2 separate regions of the Capsicum annuum genome follow, and region 2 is linked to region 1. The links are chromatin contacts, called in public Hi-C maps. All regions are on one chromosome and are shown on one strand. The core of a region is the stretch at or near the end of the contact, and the rest is flanking DNA. Distances in the headings are between cores, read along the strand shown. Region 1 holds the start of LOC107863243 (silicon efflux transporter LSI2). Region 2 holds the start of LOC107863239.

Region 1 (7,112 bases), core at 907-3,406:
CAAAGGTCGTGTCAAGGTAAGAGAGTGACAAGAAAGAGAGGAGATATATAGTACTGTACTTAGTATTTTGAAATAGGAAGTAATAGTTCAGTCACAAACCAGTAGGGACATTAGAAGCCAAATTTGATAGGACAAGTATGACAACAGCAAGAACTGCTATACCACCAGCATGGTCTATCTTGGCATATGGTTCCATAAAATCCCAGAAAGCACTTGGTATCCCTGTTCTGTTAAATCCGTCAACTGTGATAAACATACCACAGAAGAATATCAACAGTGAATAGGAGACCTGTAAAGTTGAATCAGCAGAATGAACAAGTTTTTCTTATGTTTCAAATTCAATAGGAGTAACATACAATTAAACTAATATACTATAGCTGGTAATCTGTCTTACTTCAGAGGTTATGTATTTATGGATGACCTGATAGTGTAAAATTCTTATACACTGTCACTTCGTAGAAAAACTCTATATAAATAGGTGAAAAATGCGATTGTTGAACTTGACATGACAACATGAAGAAATGTAAACACAAGCCCAAAATACCTTTTCTAAGCATTCTCTAGCATCTTTGAAATCAAGAACCACAAGAGCAAGTGCCGCGGTGATAGCAGTCCATGACATATTCAAACCTATCAACAAAGATATTAACATCCCAATTGTAATAAGATAAACACATATTTTCCATAACCATTTTTTCCATTTTTCAGAAAAGTTGTGCTTTTCCTCATAAGATGTGAAATTTTGATCCTCACATCCATCGACAGATAAAATTCCCTTTGATGTCACATTCTTGTCCCTCATTTGAAGTGATCCATCATTTGCTGCTTCCATTGAGGCATTAGAATTCCTGCAAGAATCAAACACCCCGTTCGCATCCGTCTTGATTTCATTTTCATTAAAATTGTCTTGATTTTGATTACTAGTATTCATAGAATCAGCTGAAAACTGTTCCTGAGAATGTAAGGAATTAACATGTGACATTGTTGCTGGTGAAAAACGATGAGAGTCTACTTCTTCGTCGGAAACTAATTCTATTTCAGCATTTTCGACATCCTTCTGAACAGATAACGACTTCCAATACATGCAAAGCAACAATACAGCATTAACAACAACTCCAACAAGCATTGCAGGAAATACACCAAATAAAAACCTCCCAAAACTAATCTTGCTCAGTACTGCTATAACTAAGTTCTGAGGATTCCCAATAGGAGTTGCTGAAGATCCAATATTTGCACTTGACGCGAGAGCTAAAAGGAACGGATGGGGTGGGAGATTTTGTTGCCTCGCAATTTTCAGAACAAATTCAGTCAGTATAACACAAGAAGTATCATTTGTGAAAAAGGCACTCGAAATTGCAGCTATCAAACAGATTCTGCAGAGTAAATCCTTGGGTCCCCTGCTTTTCCAAGCCAGCAATTTTCCCAAGTACTTAAACATGTCTGCTCTTTCTAAGTAGATACTCACAACCATAGTTCCAAAGAGAAGACCTAAAATTGGAAGATCTATAGCAGCATATGCTTCATCGGGTGCCAATACTCGAAATATTACCATAAGATTAGCACCAAGTAGTGACCCTGCAGTCCTTCCAATAGGCATAAATGGAACAGCAGGAAATACTGCCAATATCCAAAATATTGCAAAGGCAATTGAACCAAGAATCACTCTATCGGTCGATGCCATAGCCATAATCCTTAACTCTTTTGTATGTTCACATTAGTAACTGAATATCTCTGAAATGAAAAACGAGTCAAACAAACGTTAGATGGCATACGAGAGACGATTTTTTTTGTGCAAGGTGATGAAAAAATGACTCAGGAGAATAGATAAAAGTTATAGGTGATTAGCTATCTAGCAAGTGATATTTCAATGTAAATTAATTGGGCATGCTATGAGTGTAGAAAATGAACATCTATACAGGAAAGAGGGGAAGAGTCACCAGGTCCAGAAAAAAATATTGATGTTTTGCACTGAAATTTAAAGACTTTTCACCATGTAAATGCATTTATTATTCACTCGGGTTGCTTGTTTGACTATTGGAGTTTAGATAGCAACTTCTTGAAAAGGAAACTAAATCGGACAAATTGAAGTACTCCTATACAAATATGCTTTTCCTTTTGACTCGCCACTTGTTTGCCCGATGTCTATTAATTTCACTCAGCACTTGAACTCTCGTTTGGTGTGAGGTATAAGTAATAATAGTCGTAAAATGTGGGATTATTTTATCCCATGTTTGGTAGAAGGTATTAGTTTGTCCTGGGAGTATTTATCCCACCATTTGCACTAAAGTGATGGGATAAGTTATCCCATCTACATGGTGGGATAACTAATCCTAGGAATAATTATCTCGGGATAAATTTTTCCCAACCAAATGACTGGAATTAATTAATATGCATATACTTTCTAAAGTGTCGAACAAGACCATGTCTCTGTGCCCAAGGATCCGGTAAGTCGTTCATTAACTTTTTTCTACTATACTATACCAGAAATATGCTAGTAATTACATACATGCTTATTAGTTTAGGTTAACCAGGAACGTTTTGTTTTTTATTTAATGGTCAGTCTATTTTCTTGTCTTTTTTGCTTTGAGCTTAAGAATCGTCAAAGTTATTTATAAACATTGTCGTCTTGTGAAGCAGAAGGAAATGTCACATGTTCTTTGGTTATGTTTCAACTTGATTGTCATAAGTTGATTAAACTATTAAATTTTACAGTATAGCAATGACAATTTAAGAACCTTGATTAGATAATATTTTGATTTCCAACTTGGGATATACATAGCATTCCAAGTTGAAAATGGAGTTAGCAGTGAAGGAAATGACTTAAATCTACCAGGAGAAATTTTTTTCATTTTCTTAAATATACCTTTTCAGGTTAACAAAATTTCTCTATATCTGTGACCATATGCTAAAAAATCTATGCAAAACTATTATACTCCTAATATATAATTCTGCATACATGTGCGTATATTCTTGTGTAGATATTTTTGTTTGATTTAAACTTCAGTGGAAGTAATGTATTGGGTATTAATTAGGTAAGTAATACCTAAAATGCAATTCTAGTTTGTTGCAAAATAATAAAAATAAAAAAGTGGATAGACTCATTGTAGTTTTTAGAGAATGAAGGGAGTAGTCAACTGATCTTAATAGTAGAAGGAAGATGAAATGCAGGTTCTTGATGAATGAGTAAAGAAAGAAGGAGAAGAGAGTTACATTGATTTCTGAAAAATTGTGTTGTTAATACAGCAATGTACCGATGCATATATACAGTACTAACCAACTACTTCTATAACTAACTTTGTGAAATGACTAACTAACTTGACTAATAACTTACTGAACTAACAACTCCTAGCTAAAATTACACAATTGCGCTTCTATCAATTAATTTAACTAACTTTTGCATCACTTATATCAACATTCTCCCTCAAGCTTGGAAGTGAAAAAATGTTTTGAACTCCTAGCTTGGAACTGTGTCGTTGATGCTGAACTTTTATCAAGCCTTTGGTTAGCTTTTCTGTTGTTCTTGAGTAGGAATGTACTTGGTGCATACAAGTCCTTTCATAATCTTCTCTCTTATAAAATGAGAGTCAATTTTTATATGTTTGATCCTTTCATGATAAACTGGATTTGCTCCCAGTTGAATTACAACCTTACTATCAGTGAAGATTGCTACTGGTTATTCCACTTTAATGCCCAAGTCTTTCATCAGTCCTACCGACCAAATAATTTCAGTTACAATAGTGGCTATACCTCTGTACTCGGCTTCAGCTGAGCTTCTAGAAACAAGAGGTTGTTTCTTTGATTTCCCAAATACTACATCTCCAACCTTAACAAATTACCTTGTCACAGACCTTTTTGTGTTGGGACATGATACCCAATCAACATCACAAAAGGCTGTGAATGTAGTGTCTTGAGCACTTGATAGTAGTATGTCTTGACCCGATTGTCCATTTAAGTATCTAACAATCCTCAAAGCTGCATCCATATTAGACTTTTTTGGTTGTTGTAGGAACTGACTCAGGTTTTATACCCTAGTGGAGATGTCAGGTCTAGTCATGTCGACTAGAGTAGTTTCTTAATCTGTTTTGATAGGCTCCTTGATCAACTGATGGATCAGTATCAGACACTTCTTCCTTAAGATGTTCATCATACTGTTTTGTAGTTAGCTTGCAGTTAGTATCAATTAGAGTTACTGCAGGCTTTGCATTTCTTAAACCAGAGATAAGTTCCAATGTGTACTTTCTTTGGTGCATAAGTATTCCTTGGCTTGTTCTCGCAAACTCAATGCCTAGGAAGTACTTTAACTCACCCAATTCTTTCATCTTAAAGGTTTGATTTAGCTTAGCTTTAGTTTCTTTAATGAGTTGAATACTACTACCAGTAATCATTATGTCATCAACATAAATGAGAACAAATATGAAACTTATTGCTGTTTTTTAATGTATAATGAGTGATCATACTCACATTGCTTAAACTGAAACTTTTTCAATGCCTCAGACAACTTAGCATTCCACTGTCTAGGGACTTGTTTCAAGCCATAAAAGGGTTTATTGAGTCTGCATACTTGATTCTCCCTCGACTTTTAAATTCCCGAGGTAACTCCATGAAAATTTCATTATATAAATCTCCTTGTACTAAGGCATTGAGTACATCCATTTGATGGATGTGCCGGTTTCATTGTGAAACAATAGCCAAAACAGTTCTAACAATCAGGGATGAAAGTTCCTTGATAATATATACTTCTTTTGGGCTATAAATCTTAGCAACCAACCTTGCCTTTAACCTCTTAACCTCTCCAGTTAACTTGTACTTGATATTGAAGATCCATTTGCACCCTATAGGTCTTTTTTTCCTTCAGGAAAATTTACAAATATCCCAAGTATGATTATCCTATAAAACTTTGATTTCTGCATCCATAGCTTCTATCTATCTTGGATCAGTTGTTGCTTGCGTAAACGTCTGAGGGTCAATCTTGCTTGACATCTTGGATAAAGTAAGCTGATAAGTTGGAGAAAGTTTCTCATAAGATAGATACTTATCCAAACTATAGGAACCTTCATGGGTGTTTAGTGAGACGAAGTCTTTCATCCATAAGGGTGATCTGGTGCCCCTTCTTGATCTTCTAGTTGGTTCTTGAGCCCTTTGTTCTAGTGTAACCGCCAACTTCTTTTTGTACTATGTCAGGAGCAGTTGCAAGTGCATCATCAATAATCATTTGAGGTGTTATCGTGTATTCAATAGACTGAGTAGGAACAAGTGCGGTGACACAATCTTGTTATGAATCTAGGTCAGATACACGATTTGTGCCAGTGTAGTTGAAAATTAGTGTAGAATCCTTTTTGTTAGAGTTTAAAAGGAAAGACAGTCTCTTTAAATATCACATTTCCATTAACAAAAAATATATTGTTAGTTAAGTCATAGTACAAATGCAGTAGACCGTGAAGTGAGTTTATCTGATTCATGCACTTTTTTGATAAACCAGAAACAACCAACAACTCTTTGATAATGAAAAGAAGATTTTCTACCATATAGTAACTCAAATGAAGATTCATTACCAATAGAAGAAATTAGGTAATCTATTTATAGTATAGACAACTGCTTGAACACATAAGCCCCAAAATTTTAGAGGAATAGATGCTTGGAATCTGATGACTCTTGTTACTTCTAAAATATGTCTAGCTATATTTTCTTTCCGCCATTCCACTTTGTTGAGGTGTATAGGCACAAGAGGTTTGATGTATTATTCCTAGACTAGTGAATAGAGTACTGCAGTTTGAGTTGATAAACTCAGTACGATTGTCGCTTCTTATGGTCTTAACAGTTTTATCAAAGTGATTTCTTATTAAAACAAGAAAATTCTTTAATATCTCATAAATATCAGATTTTAACTTCAGTAGGAACACTCAAGTCATTCTAGAATAAGAATCCACAACATTTAAAAAGTATTTGAAACCATCAAAACTATTCATTTTATAAGGAACCCATAAATCCATATGCAACAAGTCAACAACTTTTACTATTAAAGGTACTATTAGGAAAGGCCAGAAGGGGCGGACCCATGTGTAATTTTGAGGTGCTTTGGCACCCACTAAACTCGATGTAGATTAGGTATAATTATATAAGAAACACAGAATAAATAGTATAATTTATTAAAAAGCACCTAGAGAACAAACATATGGTTGGGTGCAGTGGCTTGAGGATGTGACTCCCATATTCAGTTTTCTAGGTTTGAATCCCTACAACTACATACTATTTTTTATAATTTTTTTTGAGCACCCACAACCTTGAATTCCTGGGTCTGCCACTGAAGGACAGTCTTGTCTGGTTTGCACAAGGACATACAATGCATTGATTTACAGTACTAGAAATAATACCTAGATTTAGGTTTAACAATCTCTTAAGCATAGAACTTAAAACATGACCAAGTCTTTGATGCATTAGATTAATATCTAGGTGGTTATGTGATTGAGTAAAATCAGAATGGGAATGACTAGCTGTTACACTAATTGATTTTTTTTTATCTATGTTGCTTGATAGAATGGAAGGTCTGGAGGGCGCGAATTAGGGCAGAAGACTAGGGCTGGTTTGGGTCGCTAGTGTAGGGAATTACTTGGTGGGGGTTTTATTCTTGTTATGATTCCGTGTTCCATGTTTTATTACGAATCTGTGTGCTTTCCTCTGTTTTCTAATACTTATGGGTGTCGTATTTATGTTATATCATCTAGTTCTGTGCTTTACTATGAGTTTGTGTGGTATCTCGTTACTTGAGCCGAGGGTCTATCGGAAACAGCCTTTCTACTTCTTTAGAGGTAAAGGTATGGACTGCGTACATCTTACCCCCCCCCCCAGACCCCACTAGGTGGGAATACACTGGGTTTGTTGTTGTTGTTGTTGTTGTTGTTGCTTGATAGAATGTATAGCTCTCCATTTTCTCCGCTAATCATCTTCACCTTGACACTGAATAGTTCCTGAAATAGACAAAAGTCAGGAAAGAAGGAAACTGAATAATTCAATTCCTAGTTAGTTTAGCCACATATAATAAATTGAACTTAAACTCGGGTAAATAAAATACTCATGGAATTGTATTATTTTTTTAGTAAGGGTGCTTGACTCTT
Region 2 (7,107 bases), core at 971-3,470, 150 kb after region 1:
ATGTGTCGAGGAAGGCTGGCCTAGACACCATGGTTACAAAAACTTTTAAAAAATGTTGATGGGTCGAGGAAGATTCCTGAAATAAGCTCATTTCTTTAGATCTGAACAAATTTGATAACAACACTACGACCTACTACAATCAGAATCAAGATGGTTTGTTTCCAATCTATATATTACTTCTCTGATTTGTTTTTCTTCAGCACTGTGAATGATAGCTCAACAGAAGTCATGAAATATTTTAATTCTGGAGAATCTGTTGCTTTGCTTCAGGAACCAAGTTACTGAATGATTTCCTATTACAAACTGAAAGAGGGAATTGGTATTACCTAATACAAAGGCGGCCCCAATCCATCCACTTAAACCCCATCTCTCACCAAGGAGAAACCAAGCAAACCCAGCACCCCATACTGGTTCCAGCCCATAAATTATTGCAGTCTCTGTAGCTGATACATTACACATAGCAGCCATCTGCACATTAAATTGAGACAATACACAATACAAGGGTCACGTATAGATGTCAATTCATCCTTCTGATATCTTTGAAACCAACAACAATTGCTAATAAGTTAACACACATAAAGGAGCATATTACTAGTACTAAAAGATATTTATGATCCAAATACTGGTCATTCAGCTTTCAGTACATATTCGCATCGTCAAAACTCAAGAGAGACTAGTACAGACTAAATGTCCAGTGCTATTTTTCTCAAGCAGGATGTGATGAAAGTTTACTCAACTCAACTATTTAAATCAGCATCTAAAAATATATCTAGTGACATACAAAGTTTTAAGTCACTAACCATCTAGACTCTTGATCAAACCAAAACCAAAATATGTTCCCATCGTATTTATATTTATAGTGTAAAAATATACACCAAAACATTGCTACTACAATCTCACCTCTCTCAGGCCTCATTTGTTTGCACTTAATGGTGGTCTGAATCTGAATGGTTTAAACTTTAGGTCATTAAGTGCAGTTGTTTTCATTAAGATTTTTAGCACTTAATAGGTTTGAATAGGCCTTAATAAAGATTTTCATCAAGATCTTGAACAAAGTCTTAATAAAGCCATAATATCTGAAACTGGCAGAAGTCAAACATGAAGAGCCTTAGTCCAGCTCTAATTTGCAGCTATTTAAAGTGCCTTGAAGAATATTTATTTAGGCAAACAGAGAAGTGTACCTCTATCCATAGACATAACCCAGTTGAAAATAAGCCAGTGTAAAGAGCAGGTATCCAGGGAAATGACAAAGTTGAACTCCAGAACGTTGACCATGTCAAGTCTGACGGATTTAGTGCTCGAGTACCGAAAAATGAACCTCCAATAAAGTACCACAAGGTTGATATGAGAGCAACAACCAACATCTGAAGAAATAGATGCAGACATTATGTGGTACTTAGATTGAAATCATAGTGGCCAACAAGAATATGGAAGATAGGTTATGCACAATTTCCTAACGAACCTCATAGCCAAGGAGTGGTATAAAGTTCTCTTTATTAGTACTTCGTGATATATGTTCAGTTCGTAGCATATGAACCCCAAAAAAGAGTGCACTTAAGAAGTTCAACAAGTCTCCAACCTGAAATGTTCAGATCTGCAGGTGAACACCTTTACATGGAATAGTTTGTTGGGAAGCAAACGGCCTAATGACAAGTTTTAAATAAAAAAGTTAAAAACAAATTATTTAGTTGAAAAAATATTTAAACTTTTGGTAATCATATCCCAAACATATTCGGAATTGACAACTAAGGAATTCCACAAGGACTCACACATGGAGGTGAGCCACTGGACTCCAACATCACAACACCAAACAACGACATGAGAGCTCCAAACCAGGTGCGTGCAGGAATTACGGATCCTAACATGCCATCAAGCAAGGGAACCACAACAATCTGATCAGTTTAGCAGGAGTCAGCAAGGAGGAACAGTCCATAACTAGAAATGCTTATTATTAAATTAAGAATTCAGGAAAATGCTCTTACAGTGAGCATAGAAAGAAAAGAAGCCCGCCCAGCATCAGATGTGAGCAATCCAATTGCTTGCATAAGGTAGCCTAAGCTTACCCAAAATCCCAATTCTATCCCTGTATTACGGGTCCGAGTATCATTCGTTCGGAGTACAAAAGGGATAAAGGGAATTGCTGCAGAAGCAAATCGTACAACATTGAAGATGCCAGGATCAACAAGTCCTTCAATTTCTTTGACTACAGGAATATTACTAGCTGCAGTGTGGACAAATAAGTTAGCAACCATGAAAAAGTCATGCCGAAAGGTGAAGACAGTCATCTTCATGCAAAGCATATAATATGCAGCTATATGTCCTCAACTTCTATGATGTCACTAGCATCTGAAGATTATAGATGGCTTCTATGATGTCACTAGCATCTGAAGATTATAGATGGAAGTGTGTTTTGGCCTTGTGGCCATTCTGCAAGATCAGTAATCAAATATAACCAACATCTGATGAATGTCCCCAGTTGCCTTTATAAAGTCCCTAAGTTAACCAAAACTGAGGTTGAACATGTAAATCTCACCACAGGTTATTGAGGTTCTATATAAAATATTGGATTAGATTGATTATCAGGTATAACTGTTTCTCAAGAACTATTTTGTCGTCTGTATAGAGCACTGAGAACTGACAAATGATTTTTTTCCTTTTGCCCCCTCCGCCTTCCCCCTTCTTTAGATCTCTATTTGGCATTTTCTCTAAACACTTATCAGTTCCTATCTTATATTATGTTCCTTGGAAACGTTAGTTCAAGTGAAAACGTGGAAGGCCTGAGTAAAAACTGGGAGGATGGAAAGCAAAAACTAAAGCAGTTTGCGACCCTTCCATGTTGTTAAGAAATGAATATTGAGTGTAACTCAATCTCAAAAGCTAGTTCATGAGGGGAGGATTTCCTAAGATCGACGTAAGAGACCACTCATTTCTTTTTCATCCAATGTGAGACTCTCCAACACCCCACTTCATGGCCAGGGTTGGGCATATGGAGCGTGGGCAATTACATATGGGGCACAACATCGGTAAAAAAGAATTGAGATGGGTCCTGCTTGATAGCATGTTAACAAATGGATTTGAGCCTAACTCGACCTCAATAATTAGCTCATGTAGGAATGATTGTCCAAGACTATATAAGGAGATAACCTATCCTTTTTTCATCCAATGTAGAACCTTTCAACATGTGAGAAATATAGGAGAAAAATATTATTGAATTGTTGTATCAAATTATTGCATTGAGATCCTTGTTAATAGACACCACATTAGACTCTTTTTCAAACTAGGAGACTGATATTACAATCTTTTTCCAAGTAGGATTCTATATTATATTCATATTTCTACTCATATTCTAACACACCCACTCAAGATGGTGCATACAAGTCATATGCACCGAGCTTGTTGCAAATATAATTAATACGAGGACCAGTGAGGGACTTCTGTATTTTCCAGCGGACAGTCATTTGTCTAAAGAGAATAGACGTATAGCAGCTCTCTCTCATAACAGAATGAAAGCAAGCAAGAACGAAATGAGCACTTACCCTATCGGTGAAAATATCTGCAAGCTGGTCACTCGATTTCACAAACTTTGTAACAATATCTCTCAAAAGTATCTTCTCTCTCACAAAGTGACAATCAATCTCAAAGTGCTTAGTCCTCTCATGAAACATCGGATTTGATGCAATGTAAAGAGCCGTTTGGTTGTCACACACAAGTTCCATTTCACTTATTTTTCCAAATTTTAGCTCTCTCAACAACTCTTTGATCCAAACTAGCTCAGAAGTTGCTAGCTCTATTGCTAGATATTCTGCTTCTGCACTAGATCGAGCAACCACACTTTATTTCTTACTCTTCCCGGATACCAAATTACCTCCTACGAAAACACAATATCCAGATGTAGAACGTCTATCACAAGGTGATCCTGCCCAATCGGCGTCTGTATATCCAACAATTTGCTCATGACCTCAATCTTTGAAGAATAATACTTTACCTAAAGCTGACTTAATATATTGCACAATGCAAACAATTGTATTCCAATGACCATCACATGCAGAATCCATAAACTGACTTATGACACTCACGGGATAGGAAATGTCAGGTCTGGTCACTGTGAGATAATTCAACTTGCCAACTAGACACCTATATCTTCCCGAATCATTGAGTGGCTCCTCGTCTTGGCAAGAGTTCAATAATCGAATCCATAAGGGTGTCAACGGGTTTACATTCCATTATTCCTATCTTCTTGAGAATGTCTAAGGCATACTTGTGTTGCGAAATAACAATATATGATCTAGACTAAGCAACTTCAATACCTAGAAAATACTTCAGTCTGTCAAGGTTTTTAGTTTAGAAATGCTGAAAGAGGTGTTGTTTCAAACTAATGACGCCATCTTGATCACTGCCAATAATAACGATATCATCAACGTAAACCACTAAATAAAAACATATATTTGGAGCAGAATGTCGATAAAACACTGAGTGATCTACTTCACTATAAATCATGCCAAACTCTGAATTACTGTGTTGAACTTTTCAAACCATGCTCAAGGAGATTGTTTTAGACTCATAAAGTGACTGACGCAATCAAAACACCGGACTAGACTCCCCTTGAGCAACAAAACCAGATAGTTGCTCCACATAAACTTCCTCCTCAAGGTCACCATAGAGAAAAGCATTCTTAATATCCAACTGAAAAAAGGCCGGTGTCGAACAACAGCTATGGATTAAAAATAGAAGAAATGTTATTTTAGCCACGGGAGAAAAAGTATCACTGTAATCAAGCCCAAATACCTGAATGTACTCCTTGGCAACAGGGCGAGCCTTAAGTCAATCAATTTGGCTGTTCGGACCAACTTACGTTGCATAAACCCATCAATAACCAACGGTTGATTTACCGGAAGGGAGATGAACAAACTCCCAAGTACCACTCATATGTAAAGCAGACATCTCGTCAATCATAGTCTGTCTCCATCCTAAATGGGAAAATGCTTCTTTTGTGGCTTAGGGATGGAGACAAAGGACAAAGATGATATAAAGGCATAATTGGGTGATGATAGACGATGATAACTTAAAAGGATATAATGAGGGTTAGTATTACGAGTGGACAATATACCTTTTCGAAGTGCAATCGAAGGAGGTAAGTCTATAATAGGCGCAGGATCAAGTGCTGGATGGAAATCATCTAAGCTGTATATTGTACGTGGACAACGATGATAAGTCTGGTGGCACTATAGATGGAGTTGTTGAAGATATTCTGATTCCTCAAATGTCTGTACAGGTAAGACTAGCGGCGCCATGGACGGAGATGTAGAAGTAACGGTAGGAACCTCAAAAGTTGATATAGGTAAGACCTTAGACATGTTAGGATAATCAGAATCAAAAGATGTAAAGTAAAGTTGAGACTCAAAGAATGTGACTTCAGCTCACATAAGGTACCGACAAAGTTCAAGTTAGCAGCAACGATATTCCTTTTGTACTTAAGAATAACCAAGAAAGACAATTGAAAGCACGAGGGGTTAATTGATCTTTTTAGGTAGTTCCAAACCTGACGGTGGTGTTGGTTTGTCTTGAAATACACCGACAAAAAGATATTATTTGGACAGTCGTTTTGTCATCGAAAAACGACACAATGATGCTAGAATGATAATTTTCTCACGAATGCTTTGATACCATGCAAGAAATATAGGAGAAAAATATTATTGAATTGTATCTAAATTATTAGATTGAAACCTCATTTATAGACACTACATAAGACTCTTTTTCAAACTAGGAAACTGACATTACAATTCTTTTGCAAGTAGGATTCCTACTTGATACAAGAGAAGACTAGGAATTCAAGAAATGGACACAAAGATGCGAAAATCAGCAAGCACATAAAGAGAAAACAACACAATAGAAGAAGATGAAGAAGAAGAATTGCATGAAATTAAAGATAGATAGAAAGATCCTTACTTCTACCAAATAATTAACAAAAGATGGCGTATCAAACCATCAATCACACCTCATCAATAGAAGTTCAAACCTTCCTCTTAGGTGACCCAAAGGACTCACACTTCCTCAAGCACACCTTTCTTGCCAAATAATCCAATACAAGTGAAAAGCCAATTCCAAATGTATTAGGATTCAAGTTTCGGATTCCCTCTCCTAAGGAGAAGAGAAAGACTACAATCTAACACTAAGATTACAATCTAAAAGTCACTCAATTCATTATCTCAAAACTAAGGAAAATAAGAGTTAATGTGCCTATTTATACTTATTACAAACAATGACAACATTACCCTTAATGAAAGGTGCTTCTTTGGAGTGTAAAAAGAGGCCATTAAAAGACCATAATAGCCCTAACTTCGGGCGCCTCTTGGGTGTTGAAATATAAGGCAAAAAGTCCTTTTTGCCCTTCAAGCAAGGCGCCTCTTGAGTGTATGGATTCCCTTCTCCTCCTTCAACTTGACAAGACTTTAAAAGGCTGCAAACACTTGCCAATTCCAACGCTTGAGCCTTTGACCATGCCTTGTATCCTTTTGTGCTCTTCATGCTTGTATCATCCTCTCCATCTTGAAACGAATTTGTCCTCAAATTCACACCTTGCAAAACCAAAGGGAGGGAAAACAAATACACAATCCTTATGATAGGAGGGTTAGCATTAGTACCATAAGTGAGGTAAACATGCCAAGGGGGTACGCTTTTACAATTCAACCAACCATCCTTTGTGAGGAGTAAGAAAATCCGACCACTAACGTCACAAAGGACACACTTAAAGCAAACATCAATGAGTGGAGAATACAATCTGAAACAAACACATGTCACTTATTTTCAAGGGAAGGTAAACATTCAAAATTAGACATCTACAGCTCAGAAAGGTTCCCTTAACAACACATATTTCATCACTCCAAGGTTGTTCACACTTGACATATACCTACATATCCTTGGTATTCGACATGAAGATCTTAGCATAAAGGATACCAAGGAAGTGAATAGAATCAATATTAAAAGATAATGAGAATGAACCAAAACTACACCTTCCACAACTCAAAAATATTCCGGGGTGAAATGGGAGTAGAAGACAAAAGGTTACTACGAGGTGACCCACTCCTTTCACTAGGCTACCAAACTCAC

What was found. Hi-C and Micro-C count contacts between places; a contact is called where the count stands out from the background.
Region 2: a Hi-C map of pericarp shows a contact between it and region 1, with 4 times the contacts expected there. The contact joins the promoter of LOC107863239 here to the promoter of LOC107863243 in region 1. A contact is called at or near these places in 2 of 5 Hi-C or Micro-C datasets (pericarp and placenta).

What each region holds. Positions count from the first base shown.
Region 1 is chr3:217,976,731-217,983,842 of UCD10Xv1.1, forward strand. It overlaps LOC107863243 (silicon efflux transporter LSI2), which reads right to left and starts at 2,157. Exons shown (of 3, transcript XM_016709073.2): 1 at 545-2,157; 2 at 100-289. The coding sequence starts at 1,687.
Region 2 is chr3:218,131,389-218,138,495 of UCD10Xv1.1, forward strand. LOC107863239 reads right to left here and starts at 2,221. Exons shown (of 6, transcript XM_016709064.2): 1 at 1,983-2,221; 2 at 1,770-1,892; 3 at 1,463-1,579; 4 at 1,182-1,364; 5 at 327-468. The coding sequence starts at 2,221.